2 separate regions of the Anas platyrhynchos genome follow, and region 1 is linked to region 2. Evidence: chromatin contacts called from public Hi-C data. All regions are on one chromosome and are shown on one strand. Each heading gives the region's core, a stretch centred on a gene start, on an enhancer-like site or on the middle of the called end of the contact. The rest is flanking DNA. Distances are from core to core; before and after follow the strand shown. Region 1 holds the start of ENY2 (ENY2 transcription and export complex 2 subunit). Region 2 overlaps SYBU (syntabulin).

Region 1 (6,292 bases), core at 3,417-5,916, 40 kb before region 2:
CACACAAGCTTACTGTTTAACAAGCACACAGCTCGCTGAAAACATGCACGTTTTCATTACAGGTATCATGTCAGGAGGTATTTTCATCAGATCAAATTACTTGCACAGGTATGGAATGTATGTGCTCTACCGCACACTCAAATGAACATAAAAACTGAAGAACCTGCAAAAACTAGCAAGGCACTTGTCAAAGTGTCACTTTGGCAAAACCTTCATTTATAAGCTGACTCGTGCCAGTTGTAAGGACCATTTCCATTAACAGCAGTTCTACAGCAGAACTCACCTGTACGTTATCTTTTTCTTTCTCAACAAAGTAAAGTAAAACATAGGAACAGTCACAGGTCCCTGAGATCTAAACCTAGATCTACAGTTGTAAAAAGCCTGGGGAAGCCATGCCTCGCACTTTCTTAATACTTCCCAAACGTGACTTGCTCTTTTTTCTACACGCAATTTTTCAGTTTTCTAGTATACTACAAAAGGAAATCTCTATAGAAGTTTGAAACCGTTAGTTTCCTTGGCTCCATAAGACACAAGTGCATCTTGCCTTGTAGCATTGCTAAGGGGCAGGTACTTTCCAGTGAAATTCAGTGAATGGGGAACTACTTTTCACTGAAAAGCACAGAACTTCTAGTCTAAGCAGACTGCGACCAGGGCAGTACCTTATTAACACCATTGTTCAAGAATGCAAAAGGCCATTACAAAATTCAGTGCAAGGGTAACACCTGAATAAAAGTTATGGACACAAACTAGGGAGAACAAGGAGAAAAATACACAAAATTTAGGATGAAGAGTTGGGCATTAAAGGCATACCACTGTGTGACTCATTCCTAGCTGAAACATATTACCAGGGTGAGGTGAGAAAAGACAACAGGCAGTGAAAGTTGAGATGAACTAGACAGAAGGGGTGGTCAGTAAGAAAGACGAAGAACACACTCATCAAAGTATTTAAAAGGAAATGTCTTGTAACGGAATTTCACCATTCTTTTCCACTGTGAGCATATATTTAAGAAATTCACAAATAAATTTCGCTTTCCCATTAGATCCAATGAATAAACCAAGGTTTTACATTTCTTTCAGCTTCAGCTGCACATCTGACCAGCAAATTCATGGCAACCAGAGCCTGACAGTATTCACTGCTAGTCTACCTGCAACTCAGTTTGACATGCTGGTCAGATACTGAAAATTGCCATAGCCACGAGCACAACACTATAAGGTGCCCAGCAACACCACACGCTGCTGGCCACCTGCTCCACGAGTACAAATCTGCATTGACTCCATGCAACAATTTTTTTTCTCATTTGATTGTAAAGGTGGCAGTTAAATTCATAAGACGGATCAACTTAAAAACAGCAAATGTGACATTCTTTTTATGAGCAAAGAAATAAAAAAATACTTCTTTTAATGAGCAAAGAAGGTAATGGTTAATGCTCAAGTTTGTCATAAGACTGCACATAGGTCAGCTACAGAAAGGGTAATTCAGTTCTGCTTAAGAACAAGACCTACTTATTGTCACATATTCCAACTAGCTCCAAAACCTACATGCTCATCTCACTGCCATGAAATTTGGGATGCCACAGAGGCAGTAGTCCAAATCCCTGGTCATTTGAGGCAAGCTGAAGCACTTTCCTGGAAAACAAAGACAAAATTCAGCATCCATTTTCCATTAATCTTCCAGATTCTGCCATCACATCTCTGCGCACAATTGTAAATAAAATCACAAATTAGTCATGCTGACAGCATTCTTATTTATTTGACATTTTCTTCAGCTATTATATTTTATTATTCACTCCCAATTCAAGGAAATAAAAGCAAACTTCCTGTCCCTGTCATATAATGTCAATTTGCGTGTTAATTGATTCGTGAAGTGATTCGAAAAAGCCAGGGCCTACAGGCCATACCTGGTCTTTACAACTCACCCCATTACTTCTGCCCAACATGCAAGCCCAGCTGTGGGAAGATGCCCTCAGTATAACACAAATGGAGACCACAGAGAGCAGGAAATACAGAGTCCAGGTACAGACCATCTCTGTAGTATAAGGAAACTGCCTTGAAGTAAGCAGAAAAAAAAAAAAAAAAGGGAGAAAGAGCCAGCTGCATGGCCCAACGACAGGCTGAAAGAGACAAACAGAACATCTAGAAGACGCATATAGAGCCTAGATTGGTTTAGATTTCAGATTACTAATTAAAAGGTGGAAAAGAAAAAAAACAAAAAAAGAAAATGGGTTTCTATTCTCCAGTAGACTGATAGCTGTATACACACACAAACACACCAGAATGCAGTATTAATGATTAATGACAGCAATTTAGTATTAATGATTTAGTAGGACAGCCACATAAGTTGGACTGAAAATAAGTCAGGGTCCTTGTGCTGTGGGAAGCAGATAAAGAAAAGAACACATCGACTTCTATCACACAGGTTACTGCAACTGTTATGGAAAACATCTCAATGGAGAGATCCATTAGGATCTCTCATCAGTTAAATAATCAAATTCTGTAATCCTCATCTGTTTAGAATAGGTATGCAGTAAACTTATCTGAGAACCACACAGCTTGTTTGACATTTTACATACAGAACATCATAGTAAGGATAAAACTATATATCCTCGTAAGGGGGTGTTGAGAGGCAGGAGACCTTTTTTCCATTAACACCAGTGACAGGACCCACGGGAACGGGGTTAAGCTGAGGCAGGGGAAATTTAGGCTTGACATCAGGAGGGGGTTCTTCACAGAGAGGGTGGTTGCACACTGGAACAGGCTCCCCAGGGAAGTGGTCACTGCACCGAGCCTGACTGAATTTAAGAAGAGATTGGACTGTGCACTTAGTCACATGGTCTGAACTTTTGGGTAGACCTGTGCGGTGTCAAGAGTTGGACTTGATGATCCTTAAGGGTCCCTTCCAACTCAGGATATTCTATGATTCTATGATTCTATATATATGTATATAATTAAAATGGACAACTTAATTTCTACATGAAACACCTCACTTGTTCAAAAAGAACATTCATATTTTAGCAAGACAGTCCAAAAATATCTTAAAAACCAGCTTTGCAAAACTTTAATCTCAAAACCAAGACACAGAACTAAGAAGCTGTACTTATACTACATGAGTTGTTGCTACTTCTGACAGAGCTGTAAGATGCTCCTAACACACACAATTTTACATTTGAATGGTATTTTAAAAGGCAGCACCTACACCTTAGAGTAAAGTCTTAGAGTGGAAATGTTAAACTACATAACAAAAATGGCACTGTCATTAGGTTTTTCAGTCCTATCATAGGTCTACATATAGTACTGTCTAACTTTCATTCACTCATCCTTTGATACACAATTCACACACAACACATCTTTTGCCCCGGTATTAAAATAAAGTACTTAACACAAAGGTAAAAGCAATTCTTAATGGATAACTCGGAAGACTGGTGTATTGCCTGGTACATGTATAGACAAGGTCAGCTTGCCCAAATAGTACATTACTGTCTGGTCTTTACAAAAAAGAAAGGAAAGAAAAAGAAGAAAAGTAGATACTTCATGTACCTTACAACAGACTCAGATTTCACCCATCAATAAAGCTAGAATGCTGAGCAATTTCAGGGGAGCATGGGTATGTATGTGGGCCCATACCCCATATGGCTCAGCAAATTGAGGACTGAGATAATTGACCCACTGGCAGAGCAGCTCCTTAAATGCTGATATTGCTTAGTAGAAGAAACAGAGCATGGAGTGAAGAGCCTGACCATCCACCTGTGAACAACAAGCAAAGAAAAATGGCAGTTTGCAGAAAACTGTGTAAGACTACACTAACTGAATCACAGAATGTTAGGGGTTGGAAGAGACCTCAAAAGATCACCTAGTCCAATCCCCCTGCTGCAGCAGGAGCATGTAGATCAGCTCACACAAGAACGCGTGCAGGGGGGTTTTGAATGTCTCCAGAGAAAGAGACTCCACAGCCCCCCTGCGCAGCCTGCTCCAGTGCTCTGTCACCCTCACTGTGAGAAGTTTCTTCTCACATTTAAGTGGAACCTCCTATGGTCCAGCGTGCACCCATTGCCCCTTGTCCTATCATTGGATGTCACTGAGAAGAGCCAGGCTCTGCTCTCCTAACGCTCACCCTCCACGCGTTATAAACGTTAATAAGGCCTCCCCTCGGTCTCTTCTTCCCCAGGCTGAACAGACCCAGCTCCCTCAGACTCTCCTCATAAGGGAGATGCTCCACTCCCTTCATCCCCCCCCGTGGCTCTGCGCTGGGCTCTCCAGCACCTCCCCGTCCTTCTTGAGCCACAACACCCCAGATCCCTCCGACCCACCCCCAGCCCCGGCCTTCCCCACAGCCCCCAGCGGGTCCGGGCGGCTCCGTGTCCGCCAAGCGAGCGGGACGGGTCCCGCCGCCATGCCGCGGCCCTGTCAGAGCGCGGAGGGGAGGGCCGGGCAGGCCAGAGGAGGGCAGTGGCCGCCCGCCTGCAGCGCCGCCGCTCACCGTCGGCCAGCCCGAGGCGGTAGCAGGCCAGCGGCTCCAGGGACAGCTTGTAGCCCTCGAAGCGGGGCTCCAGCAGCAGCCGCTTGGCGCGCAGCGAGCAGCTGGTGGCGGCCGCCATGTCGGGGCTGCGCGGGGCCCCTCAGCACCGCCCGCCAGCAGCGCCGCCGCCGCGGGGCACGCTGGGAGTTGTAGTTCCGCCCCGAAGGCTGCTGCCGGGAGGAGCCCTCAGCCCTGGAGCACGCCGGGAGCTGTGGGCGCCCAGCTCGACGTGGCCGCGCTAACTACATTTCCCAGCGGGCCCTGCGAGGAGGGAGCGGGTGGTGAGCGCCCGGCCCGCTCGGTTCGGTCCGGCTGTGGGGGGGGCGGGGTAGGGGCTGAGGCGGCCGGGGCGCTGAGGGGGGGGGGGGCTGCGGGTGAGCGGTGGCAGGGGGCGGGCGTGGAGCCCCAAAATGGCCTGGGGGGAAGGGACCCGAGCCCTGACTCCAGCCCTGCTGTGGGCAGGGACACCTCCTGCCCGCCCAGGGTGCCCGCAGCCCCATCCATGAGGGGCACCTCAGGGATGGGGCAGCCACGGCTCCTCTGGGCAGCCCCCGCCCGTGTCCCCCCCGTTGCGTTCTCGCAGCCCCGTCGGTGTCGGTAGCCTCGTAATTTTCTGCTTCCCCGCCTAGGTCAGCTTTGCACCATGAATAAGGACGCCCAGATGAGAGCCACCATTAACCAGAAGCTGATCGAAACGGGGGAGCGGGAGCGGTAAGTGGGCAGTGGGCGTTGGGCGCTGCCGCCAGACGGGAGCGGTGCCTTGGTCAGAACACCACGAAAACACCGAAATTTTAAATGGCTGAATAAAAATATTATCATCTGAACGCTTCTCTGATTTTACCCTTTGAATAAAGGATGGGGTGGTTGGCCTGAGAACTCCAAAGCTTCTTTGTCTGGCAGGTTGTGTTGGGGAGCTCCTGGCTTACGCACAACTTGTTAAAATACAAGTTTTTGCAGTTAAATCTTATTATTTCATGATATGAGGCAACCCTTGCTTTTCTGCTTTTGAAGTTTTCTTCTGTGTTCCTATGTGTTCTTTTGCCGGGGAAAGAAATATATAGTAGAATAAAACAGCACCCATAGAAGTCATGGTAGAGAGCCCAATAAAGGCCAACAAGTAAACTACGTGGTGTATTGTGGCAGCTGGTTTTCAGCCTTTTGTTGTCTTTTCACTGTTTTGTTTCCATTATATTCATGCAACATCAGCATGCTTTTAATGTTCCACGCCTCACTTCAGTGTAGGTGTAACCATACCCAAAAAGCTCAGTTTTCTTCATTGTCTAGGCCTGTATAAGGAGCCTTCTTCCTAGGTCATTACACAGCCAGGTACCTACCGTAACTTCATGCAGACTGACAAGGTGCCTGTGCTCTCCTTCCCACCTAGCTGTGACCAGCCCCTTTCTTGATATGGTGCTGGGACCAATTTTATTCTAGGGATAGAGTAATCAGAGTTTTGACAGAATGTCAAAAGTTGTATTGTCAACAAATTTGACAGGAGACCAAGCACTCAGATTTCTTGACTTTAAGAAATACCCAGTAGTAGTGAATTTGACGTACATTGTTGTTTTGCTTTTTCTTAGCAGTTTGTCTTCCCTCTATACAATTAATGGAGTAAAAAGGATTAGAACTACCAAGTTCAGCTTCTTGCTGCAGTCCAGTTACTCAGAAAAAAAGAATTTTGCTAAGGTAGTTCAGGGTGGTACAAGATAAGTCAGCTTATTTCATCTAGTTGATGAAATAAAAGGTGAAGATACTGCTTTAATTTTCTCTTCTTCTGTT
Region 2 (5,831 bases), core at 2,724-5,223:
ATTTACCAAAGAAGGTTGCCTCAGTTGAAGATGGTTTTTAATTCTGAACGTTTTACAGACTTGAGTGGACCTGCACAGATAACATTAATATGTTGAAAGTTAACTCCTTACTCTCTACCAATTAGACTTCTTTATTCTCTTTTAATGAGCTATTCTTACCAAATCTGATAAATTTCTCCTTCTCAAATTAATGAAGCTTAGTTTTTTATTTTTAAGTCATCTTGCAAGCAGCATGGCAGTGTTTTTTGTTTGTTTTTTTTTTTAATATCTAATAAGCCAAATGCAAAGCAGGAGTGACCTCTGAACACTGTTCTATTGCTGATGATGAAGTACAGGAGCAAGCTGCCATGTGTCACTTGGAATATGAGCACTATAACGTATCCCTGAGCAATAGAGTACAGCACGGATCCTGAGCAAGTGAAAGGGAATGTTAAAAGTTATCATCTCACTTGGTTACATGGAAAATGTTTGTAGCACTTGGCATTATAAAGAGCACAGCTACTGATGCCTGTGCTGAGGAAAAGGAGGGGCAGAACTTCATGTTCGAGACAAGTCAAATTGTGTTGGTCTGAATTTGAAAAGACAGGTCATCTTGCTATTCTTGCTATTGTAGCACTAGATTAATTATTTTCTAATTAGCATTAGGCCTTTTAATTGTCCACTACTTGAATTAATTATTCTGAATCTTTGAGAACGGGGTGGCTTTCAGATTCTAAATGTTAGGGGGGATAGTTGGGCCAGATGATCCTGGCAGTCTTTTCCAACCTTTATGAATCTGTGATATTTGAAGGAGTATTACTGCCTAAGACCATATTAATCTGAGAAAAGACCTTTAGCATGACAAAAGAGTAACTGTTCCGAGACTAACTATAGTCGACTGAGGCTCTGTTTTCTATTAGTTGTAATAAGCTAGTTATTGACTATGCTGAAAATTGGACTCCTGTTTTTTTTAGCAGTTCATTTTTCTCTAATTACAGGCAACAGAAGATAGCAGAAAGGGAAAAACGAGCAGCAGAACAACAGCGGAAGAAGATGGAGAAAGAGGCCCAAAGGCTAATGAAAAAAGAACAAAACAAAATTGGTGTAAAACTGTCCTAACAGAAACGACGCATCGGTGGCAGTGCCAGTGGGAAAAGAGAATTCCAGCTCTACAACATGCGTATTGGTATTGATATAAGTATTTCCAGGACTTCAGCACACTGCTCGGTTTCAATGCATTCTTCAGGTCATTCTTGGAAGCCAGAATTCTCCCAAAGTATCTTGAACTGCTAGTAGATGATTCTTTAAGGAGGAAAACAAAATCACAAAAAACAAAACACACACACAAAGTCATGCCTTGGTGAAATGAAGTTTCCTACAATAGTTCTATTCTAATACCCTTCTTTGCAGCAAAATTGATTGAGCAAGGATGTTGATTGAGAGAGACTCCTAATGAACAGCTCAAGCCTAGAGAAAAGAATGTAAATATTCAGTGGTGGGGAACCTACTGTATTGTCTGTGCTTACCTGAAACATGTAATTAAACAGTTTTAAATAACCCTTTGCTTCCTACTTGATACCAAAATGTCTGCTTTTGCCTTTTATAAAAGTATATATAAATACCTCAGTTTTATGCTGGAGAGATTTTGGAGGGAGTCCTGATGCGGTGCCAGTATTGTGCAGCAGCAGACACAACCCTGGTGTGATACCACTGCTGTTCTAGCTACACGTGCAGAGCACAGCACTGCATGGGCTGCTGCAGGGAAAGTTAGCTCCATCCCAGCCAGACCCAGCACAACATCATGCAGAAGATGATGACCTGTTATGGGTGACCTGCGGCTCTACGTGTACTCCTGGTGTGCTGTGGTAGAGGAGAGGTTACAGCTGAATGCTTCGCTGGGTTTCTCATCACTTCGGCACTTGCAGCTTCCTGTGTTACCGCACCCATTTACAACACTGTGGTGGCTACAGGCAGTGGTATCGCTGCACAACAGGGGCATGTTCTGCTCCCTGAGTGCAGGGGAGTGATTTAATTGTTTCTTGTGCAAGAAATACGTATTACCAATACAAAATTGTTACTTCCTACAGTTAGGAAAAAAATCCTGACGTCTCCTAGTCATTGCATAGGTAGTATAGTTGGGGAAAAAAAAAGTCTTAATAAAGTTAGTTTGGAAATTCTCAGTTCAGTTACCAGCACTCCTTGGATTCCCTTTATGTAGAGGTAGACTTCAGTGGTAGGTGGCACTGGCACAGGCTGCCCAGAGAAGCTGTGGATGCCCCATCCCTGGAGGTGCTCAAGGCCAGGCTGGATGGGGCTTTGGGCAACCTGGGCTGGTGGGAGGTGTCCCTGCCCATGGCAGGGGGGTGGGACTGGATGGGCTTTAAGGTCCCTTCCAACCCAAACCAAACTACACTGTTATCTCTGGAGCCATGATTCAATGGTGTGGGTTTGTATCTTGTAATTCACCTGTGAAAATTCACAGGTAAGTGAATTTTCACTTCTGTGCCTGAGACTTGTTCCCCATGCATACAGGGAACTATAAAGTTGCGAAAGAGTGGGGCTGGGTGGGAGCTTGCCTATGGTGTGCCCAGAAAAACAAAATTTCTAACTAAGTTGCAGGTTCTGACACGGGTTTTGCTTGAAAGATAATTAAGATAGCAAGGTCTTAGTGACTGGAAAGTTCTTAGCAAAAATGTTTGTTCTGCTTGTTGTGTTCCTTAAAGTCTTGCACAAGTTGACTGATTTGATAGAAATCTCAAATATGATGTCCTTGAGAACTGTTCAATTTCAAAATGCATTTTAGAAGGCAACAATATTCACTTTCATCCTTATTTTTTCTGTACAAGGGCTCTGGCTGGAGCAGAACAGATGGCTATATGCTCTGCAGACTGTACAACTGCGTGGCAAGTAAATCTTAGAGGGAACACTGGTAAAGTACCTGACTGGTGAGGTGAATGGGAGATAAGGGAATGGCTGGGAATAAGATTTAATAAAAATAGGTGTCTGTACTTTTAACCACACTGGTGAAGCGAGGCCCTCTGTGTCCTAACTTTCTTACACCTCCCAATACGGAGCTGAGACACCCTCAGGATGTGCTCGGTTTCTTTCCCTCCTGCTGCTGCAGGTCCTCCTTCCTCTCCACGCAGCCTCCTGGCTGTGCCCTTTATTTTCCCTTCGCTGGGAGCCAAACCTTCCTTGTTACTGCTGACTCTGGAGGACCGGCCTGCTGGGAGGGCTGGAAAATCCTCCTGTCCTTGGCTCTGCTGCAGTGTTCGTATCTGAAATGCCACGTGTTCATTTGTCTGAAGGGTTTTGGAACAAAATACTCATTTGGTCTCCTCATGTAGGACACGACGCAACTAAAGCAGGACTTTTGTTTGAGTGTGTGGCTGCAGTCTGGGATGTGGAAGAGGTAGCTGCTGGGGCGGAGGAAAGAAACAACTGAGTGGTCAGGAGCTAAATCAGCCTCGTGAGTGCGGGCACGGTGAGAGTGCAGCTTGTGGTAGGGCAGGTGCCTCTTGGCTGAGCACTAAAGAAAGTGGGGTTAGGAAGAGAAGTGTGTGATGGGGTTATCAGCAGCTGTCCCTGCGGCCTGGGAAGGATCTGTCATTCCCGTGCTATCCTGGAAGCCCCCTGCTGCTTCACCCCTTGCTGGTGAGCTGCTCGTCCTCCCCAGCTGCGTGATTTGAGGCAAAGATCTCTAGTGCTCTACTGGTATGGACATGAATTATTTCTAAATTAGGAGAAAAACAGGACTTTGCAGTGAGCTTTCTGCAGGCTGATGGTCCTCCTAGCTGCTCCGTGCAGCACCAGGGGAATGCAGCTGAGACGTGTCAAAGATCAAAGCTGAGTATTAGAGGCATTAAAAGCAAATGAAGATGGCATGTCTGCAGCTCAGCTGCTGTGTCCTCTGTGGATAGGGTAACAATGGCCATTTCCCCAGTCTGGGATTACAGCACTTATCTTGGTACTTCAGGCCTCTTACACAAGCACCGCGAGCTGTCCATCTCCTGGCAGTACAGCAGAAGGCAGAAGTGAGCTGAATTTTGGGTAGAGATCACAGCAAGGATTTTCTTTGGGTAGGTGATGGGAGCTCTGCAGCTCCTCGCTGAGCATAGCTGAATGGCTCCTGAGAGCTGAGCGAAGATTTTTTAAGGGCAGGAAGCAACTTTGCCATTATTCTAATGTTCGTGCCTCCTACCTTTTAAACAACCTGTTTACAACCACTGCTGCTACGTGGAGCCTGCCCAAAACAGGGTGTGAAGTGACTTGAGCCTGTTGAAATTTTAAACTTAAGCATGGGGAGGTTTGTGCTGCTTTGTTTCCTGCTTGCTACAGAAGAAACCTGGGTAGTCACAGGTGAATGTCTCTCCTGGAACTGGAGATCACTTTCTGCTCTAAGCTATGCTGCATTTCCCCACCACTCAAAGTGAAGAGCACTTAAACAACAGCAGATGTAACAGAGCAACCCAGAATTGTAATAAAGACATTAACACTGGGGCTAAGAATTCAGTCCATTTGACTTGAACAGACATTTTAAAATAGGAATTAGGCATTCTCCATTATGTTTTTTTCATTCAAACAGGAGACATTTAGGAATGGTGGGGTAAAAATAAGGCTACCTGTTTCTGTTAGTACAGCGTGGGTGCGGCCACAGACCAAGCGGAGCCTCCTCCTGCGGAGCGCTTCCTCTTGGAGCTGTGATTAGTTGTTCCTCACCCTAACTCTCTTCTCAGGGTCCCGATGGTTCCTTATGCCCTCACATGGAGCCTCCTTTGGCTATGTATGTGATACCTCATCTGAAACGGAGCATTTTTAACAGCTTTGCCACAATAAGACACTCGTACAGTGGTAAATTTTCTAACATGCTTTAATGAAATTGTGATTATAAAGGTAATTTATAATAAAGCTATTAAATAAACAATAAGTTAAAACACGATACATTTATAGATGGTATTTCACATGGCTCGAAAGACTATCAGGTTCCAATACATTAAGACTTTAAAACAACATTAATATTCAGAGTGTATCCACCCCTATATTTACCATTGTAACACGTTTCAAGACTCCCCCCCACTTACCATTTTTGGTTACAGTCCCCTCATACGTACAAGGCTAGTGGAATGCTCGAGCAACTGCAGGATTTGGAAGACCACTACACAAGACAGGCATGAACGATGTGCTAGAAGCTGCCTGGGAAATATGGATTGTTTTTTTTTAATTGAATTGACGTTTCAGACAACAAATGGAAAGCGCTAGCATGCTTTCTAGAGTACAGGTGTGATACACTTAGGGGAAACGAGCCTTCATCTTACTTAACGCTACAGTTTCACAAATGCTTTAGGTTAGTGCTGCCTGGAGAAATACCCCACCTTCCTCTTGCCATTTGTTCCCAGATGCATCACATGCTGCCCTTCAGCCAGTGCACAATGTTTGTGCGTTTGCTCAATGAATCAGGCAGGGAAACTGAGCTTAAACTAACTCAGCAAGCGAACCCGAAACGGTGCTAGCTGTAATTCTGCTCGCTGCCCCTGATCCTGTTCACTGGGCAGGTGCACTGACACAAGAAAGATGCCAGCAGAGGGCAGGGACCCGGTGACTGGGCGCAGGAGGACTATTTCTGCAGGCAGCAATACAGTGCTACGCCAGTTACCAACATTTTGTGAAACTGCAGGGTTCAGCTTTGTCATTTTGGAACAAAGAACATGTTTTCGAACCAAGTTATAGTGCAAATCAAATAGTCAAGAGCAAAACAATGTAGTCTGCCAGAACATACAGTATCTCTCTTATCACCCCTCATTCCCCCCCCCTCCTCCCCAAATGCCTCAGCCCCTGGTGCCCCGTGACTGAGC

The links. A called contact is a pair of places that touch in the nucleus more often than the background predicts.
Region 1: a Hi-C map of liver shows a contact between it and region 2, with 1.8 times the contacts expected there. The contact joins the promoter of ENY2 here to the enhancer-like site in region 2. A contact is called at or near these places in 2 of 8 Hi-C or Micro-C datasets (liver and subcutaneous adipose tissue).

The regions. Positions count from the first base shown.
Region 1 is chr2:18,287,494-18,293,785 of IASCAAS_PekinDuck_T2T, reverse strand. ENY2 (ENY2 transcription and export complex 2 subunit) reads left to right here and starts at 4,666. Exons shown (of 5, transcript XM_027452611.3): 1 at 4,666-4,794; 2 at 5,143-5,224. The coding sequence starts at 5,157. NUDCD1 (NudC domain containing 1) reads right to left here and starts at 4,658. Exons shown (of 10, transcript XM_038174574.2): 1 at 4,475-4,658. The coding sequence starts at 4,592.
Region 2 is chr2:18,247,158-18,252,988 of IASCAAS_PekinDuck_T2T, reverse strand. SYBU (syntabulin) reads right to left here. Exons shown (of 7, transcript XM_027452617.3): 7 at 4,832-5,831. It overlaps EBAG9 (estrogen receptor binding site associated antigen 9), which reads left to right. Exons shown (of 6, transcript XM_038174423.2): 6 at 978-1,536. The coding sequence ends at 1,098. Among named protein-coding and RNA genes, the nearest start is that of EBAG9, 20 kb to the left of the region's middle. Within about 2 kb of position 3,973, at least 4 of the 8 cell types and tissues checked have an H3K27ac peak or open chromatin away from gene starts, as enhancers often do. A contact at or near this core is called in subcutaneous adipose tissue, where this site is marked.